Linked DNA regions of Oryza sativa: region 1 is linked to region 2. The links are chromatin contacts, called in public HiCAR-type maps. All regions are on one chromosome and are shown on one strand. Each heading gives the region's core, a stretch centred on a gene start, on an enhancer-like site or on the middle of the called end of the contact. The rest is flanking DNA. Distances are from core to core; before and after follow the strand shown.

What was found. HiCAR-type assays count read pairs that join an accessible place to other places.
Region 1: a HiCAR-type map of leaf shows a contact between it and region 2, with 2.0 times the contacts expected there. The contact joins the promoter of LOC4343801 here to the promoter of LOC112936031 in region 2. A contact is called at or near these places in 1 of 15 Hi-C or Micro-C datasets (seedling) and 1 of 4 datasets of contacts at active chromatin or transcription factors (leaf).

The regions. Positions count from the first base shown.
Region 1 is chr7:24,612,471-24,615,327 of ASM3414082v1, forward strand. LOC4343801 reads left to right here and starts at 1,411. Exons shown (of 6, transcript XR_001547227.2): 1 at 1,411-2,132; 2 at 2,800-2,857.
Region 2 is chr7:24,467,098-24,469,856 of ASM3414082v1, forward strand. LOC112936031 reads right to left here and starts at 1,312. Exons shown (of 2, transcript XM_015789462.3): 1 at 1-1,312. The coding sequence starts at 434. It overlaps LOC4343790, which reads left to right and starts at 1,576. Exons shown (of 5, transcript XM_015789728.2): 1 at 1,576-1,869; 2 at 1,993-2,094; 3 at 2,683-2,759. The coding sequence starts at 1,730. It also overlaps LOC4343789.

The DNA.
Region 1 (2,857 bases), core at 161-2,660, 150 kb after region 2:
TCGAGAAAAATGTATTGTTGTTGCTTGGTTTTGCATTGACCGGTCTGACTTCTAGCCCTATATGATTTGGCCTCTAGTTTCTCTAACCAAACAGAATCCAAAATAAGATCAACCCAACTGTTTCATGTCATCTCAACCTAAAGGTTGACAGATTTTGTTTGTTTATTGTAATATTTTTGTATAACAAGACCATAAATTAAAGAGATTCATTGTTCATTTTTTGTTTATTTAACTCAGTATTCAACAACGATTTGTTAACGTGATTAATATTTCACTTATTACAAACCCAACAACTTATATAAAGGATGTATACCTTGGGCTTATAAAAGGATTTCTTCATGCAAACAATCCTCACCGCCTCGAAGTAGGCCACTGTGTTGATGTTGAACCAGAAGTCATCCACTCTTCCCTGACTGGTTTTCGATGTCGGCGATGCGGGGGGGGGGGGGGGCGGTAGGAGGCTCTGCACTGGCAGGCGGCAGCAGATCTTGTCCTCGTCGACAAAGCAGACTTGGACGAGGAAAAAAATTCTTGCAGCAGTGTCGCACCATGCCTCATGTGCGACACCGCGTAGACAGCTGACGCATGCATCCAAGCCTTCTTTAGAGTTGAGCCGATGTGTTGAAAGACTCAAAACAACAAACCAAGCCGAAAACTTGGGGAGCCGCTGACCCCCCCCCCTGTCTAGGGATACATCGAGCCATCCTCTTCCCGTCGCACAGCCGCCGGCGGGGGCACCATCATCTCTCCACCCTGAGATCCACTGCCGCCTCCATGCGTATAGCTTTTGCACTTCTCTCCACAGCCTAAAATCCAATCCATCGATTCCAATTTCACGCCTCCAACAGAAGGGAAGAAGACCATGAAAGGGAGAAGATGCCAGATCTGTTGAAGCAGATCTGTTGAAGCGACCTTGAAGGGTGATTCATGGCTTGTCTTTGCAATGTATCTTCTTGAAACTAGATTTGGAATTGACGTTCTCAACAGTCTAGCACATATATAATTCGCAGAAGGGGCGCTGTCGATATATCCACATTACTCACTATCTTAACCTTCTCCAACTATTTTGGCCACTCGGGAGATGGTGTTGTTTCTGAATTTCTGGTGTGAATAAAGCTCTTTGGAAATTTTAGTGGTAATTTGCTGAGTGTTGCTGAAAATGGTGACTTGTTACACAACTTTTTTATTATGCAGGAAAAGAGAAAGGAAAGCTAGCAGCGGCCAGCGGCAATTGAGGAGCTGGAGACTCTGATAGTCTGTCCAGTCCAGGTAGGTGGCCGCACGGCCCGATCACCAGTTCACCAACCACTCCAAGGGCTCCGTGCACACCCCGCTGCATCTCGTCGCAGTATGGGCCTGGGCCGTAATGTGCCGCAGCTAAACTTGCCAGCCCAGCCCGTTCTGATGAGCGCGAGACACTCCAGCCTATCGAGCGGTCACTACTCACTAGCAGTTGGAATTTGGACAGCAGCAGCAGCGGTGAGCGCGGCGGCGGCGGCGGCGGCGACTTGCTCTCCTCCTCCCCACAGTCCAGTTCTTACAGGAGACGAACGCCGGCGAGCCGCCTCCGCCGCAGCTATGGCTTCCAGGACGCTCTCCGTCTCCTCCCTCGCCTCCGCCTTCGCCTCCATCCCCCGCCCCAGGCCCCCTCCTCCGCCTCCATCTCGCATCCGCGCCTCCCCTCTCTCCACCGCCGCCGCCGCCGCCAGTGACGGCGACGCCGCCGACGGGGTCGACACCGTGGAGCAGCTCCTCGTTACGAAGCCCCCCGCCTCCTCCTCCTCCTCCTCCGCGGGAAGGGGCCGGATCGACCGGCTCATGAAGCTGCAGCGTCGCGCGGACGGGGACTTCCCCCCCGGCGGGGCGGGGCGGAGGTGGTTCCCTTACCTGGACGCGTTCCGGGCGGCGGGGGGCGTGGAGCTGACTAGCCGGGAGGTGCTGGAGGTGCTGGAGCCGCACATCATGGAGGCGCGGCGGGAGCGGATCCGCCGCGCCGTCGAGAACCGGAGCTACTCCGTTTGCCTCGTCGTGGAGGGGCTCTCTGACTTCGGGAACGTCTCCGCGGCGTTCCGGTCCGCCGACGCGCTAGGCGTGCAGTCCGTGCACGTCATCTCCTGCGACAACAACAAAAGGTGCAGAGGTGAAACCAAAATGTTTAACTTACTCTTCATGACAGACATTGCTATTGCTCGGTTTGGTTGAGCGAAGTAGCCAAGTAGGGAACTATGAATAGTTGTAGAGAATGAGAATTATACTAATCTATTTGGATGGATGGTTTTAGTTTGATCCCATGAAGAAATTGTTGTTGTGAACTTCTGATAATGCTCAACCATCTAATTTCAGCATACAGTTTGCCAGTTTGCATCTAATAATATTCTAATACACTGAATCTGCAATACCTGATTACCTCAATACTGCATGGTATTATTCTTTTTTTCATTGAGGTGCAAAATAAATGAGAAATATTTTTTGTGACCTGTGCATTTTATTTGTCCATTCAGTAGTTTGTACAAAAATGGCAGAAATACTGACCGGAAGGAAATGATCCCTCATCTAGTCATGTAGTTCTAATATCCAACACAAAGAGAGTGATTCCTTATGCTAAATTTTTTCCTAATTAGACCACTGGATTGGTACTGAAGAACACAGAACATTTTTCTTTCTTATTAGTTTTTTTATACATAAATTCTGATATCTGATTATCTGAATGAAATTATATACGTATTGCATCCTTTAAAATTTGTATATATTTCTCAACTTGCAAGACCATTGAATGAATATACTTCTTAACTATTGCAGGTATAGAGACAATAGGCATGTGAGCATGGGTGCTGAGAAATGGCTTGATATCGAATTA
Region 2 (2,759 bases), core at 62-2,561:
CACTCCCCATCACCAAATTCATCATCATCATCATCATCATCCTCCTCGCCGTCGTCTTCCTCCCCTTCCTTCGCCGCAGCCTCCTCCGCCTCCCCCTCGACGCCGAGCCCCTCGTGGAGGCGCGGGGGGAAGACGTCGCAGTCGTCGAGGCCGCCGTCGTCCACGGCGGCAGCGCCCACGGCGACGACGGTGGCGGTGGGCGTCACGAGCTCCCAGGCGTCGGTGACGGCGGGGCCAGGCGGGGAGGAAGACGGCATCGAGCCGAGGGATGACGAGGAGAGCGAGAGGGTCAGCGTCTTGGGCTTGAGGAGGAGGTGCGGGTTAGGGGAGGGGAGGAGCAGCGGGTGGAGCGCCGAGTACGGCGATGCCGGCGCGGAGAACGGCGGGGACTGCGGCGCCGACGGCGGCGGCGGCAGCGCTGGCCTCTCGTCCATGGCTGCGGTTGCCGCGGCTCACCGGCGGATTCCGCTTCGATTTGCAGATGGTTTGTTTGGATCTGGATGATCTTTCATGTGGCGCTCGAGATCGATGACGACTGCTGCTGGTTTTCACTCCACCTGTACTGAATGGTCCGAGTTGAAAGGACAGCGATGTGTTTAATCCCAATTCAATTGAAATCTCTAGCATGCATTCAAATCTTATACATATTTCACACGAATTGCAGATTATTAAGAAAGAATTTGATAATTTTTTGAATAAGACGAGTGATCAAACGTTGTAAGAAAAACTTAAAATCCCTTATATTATGGGACGGAGGGAGTATTAATTTGGAATTTCAGATTAATTTGGTTTGTGTTTACATTTAGTCGCGACTAAAATCTTTTTTTTAAGCGTGTTTTCTCGATATCGATATTTTGAGTCTGTTTGACACAGCTCTAGCTCCACCCCTTCTGGAGTTTCCACCTCCACAGCTCAACCAAAACTGGATGGAAGTGGAGCTGGGTAGAGGAAGTGGACCCTGGATGAACTGGATGGAAGTGGACCCTGGGGTACCAAACAAGCCCTTTATTTCAACAAATCTACTAGTAGTACAACTTTCAGGTTAAAGTTTGAATCTAATTTAGTTGAGGTGGGCCATCAATTTTGCTTATAATCAAAATTTAAACTTGATTTGGTTGGGGTGCGCCAGGCCCGGGCGGTAGTGCAACGCCTGGGCGACACGCGAGGGCCCCAGTGGCAAGCCACTGTGGTGGACCCTCCCCCACAAAAAATAAATTTAATATCGAAGTGAACACATGGCCCACATATCAGATATTAAACTGATAAGAACAGATACTACACTTGATCTTAGCCAAAAGGCCGAGAAAGGTATGCTTTGTGACGGAGCCCTGCGACTCATTTTATAGCTCGCGCGACCGCCTCATCGAGCTGAACAAGCGAGGTGGTACTAAACCATCGGGAGGAGCAAAGCAAACGTGGCAACAACGCTCGTACTGTAAGCAGTTTCCCACCAATTGGGCCTCGAAAGTTTCCGTGTGGCCCATCGTCCCCGGCGCGGCCGCGGCCCAACTCCTTCGCGTGGAGGCGGCGACCGCTTCAGCCTCAAAGTCTCGAACCCCTCCGCCGCCGCCGCCTGGCTGCTCGGCCGCTCCTCCGCTTGCTCTCCCTTGCTTCCGAGGGCTCCGCCGCACGGGGTCGTCGCGGCTAGAGGGTGGGCTCGCCGTCGAGGAAGGCGGGGGTGTCTGGCTCATCGAGAACAGTGCCGAGGGGAATCCGGGTTGCGGGGGCGATGGCCATGGCCGCGGCGGAGGCGCGGGTGCGGCAGGAGAAGGTGAAGAAGTTCGAGGACTTCGTCGACCGGAGACTGAAGCCGGACCTTGTGAACACCATCGCGCAGCGGGACAAGGTGTTCCAGCAGCAGAAGACCTTGTAAGATTCGCTTCCCGTAGAATCTTGTATGTAAAACCTCAATGATTATTGTGATTCCGGGTTACCGTGTTGATGCGATGCTGATTATTATGGCCGTTGATTTCGGTTTTTGGATGGTCTCAGCTTGGACTTGAAAAGGAACATCGAAAATTTGGAGAAGAATGGAGTCACCAGTATGCGATCCATGGTCAATCTTGGCTCTGAGGTGTACGCCCAGGCAGAAGTGTAAACCCTCGTCCTCCCTTTACATCTTCAGTTCTGGATAAGACTCAACGAGTTTTGATATAACTTCACTGATGAATTGAGTCACCATGTGTTAACAATATACACTGACGCGGTATATCGGAACAGCTGGATACTACATTATTCAAGTTAAATTTTCTGGAAGTGCACATGCAGTTGATAGACCATTGGCAATGGGATAATGTGGTGTTTCTACATGACTGTGTCGTTTCCATCTAAATAGTGGAAATAGGGTGACAATCCTGGTTGGAAAAATAGTATTAGCATATGGAACATAGTATAACAAACTTATTGATTTTTATTTTTACTGGTTATTCTGATAAAAAAAATATTCTTGGTTATTGACACACTACATAACAAGTAGACTTGGAGTTTGTTCATGTTGATATTTCAAGGTCTTTAGCCTAGCTCTGGAGAGTTTGGATAGTTACAGAAAATCAGTATGAAGTGCAGAAAAACTTACCCTTCTGTAACATGAGTGATATATCCGTGATATATCCTCTTTATTGTTCTTGATCTTTCCAGATTTACCTTTGGTTCCTTACTGTGTACCTGTGGTGACTTCTGCAGGCCAGATACAAGACACATTTTTGTGGATATTGGTCTAGGTTTCCATGTGGAATTTACTTGGCAGGAAGCTTTGCAGT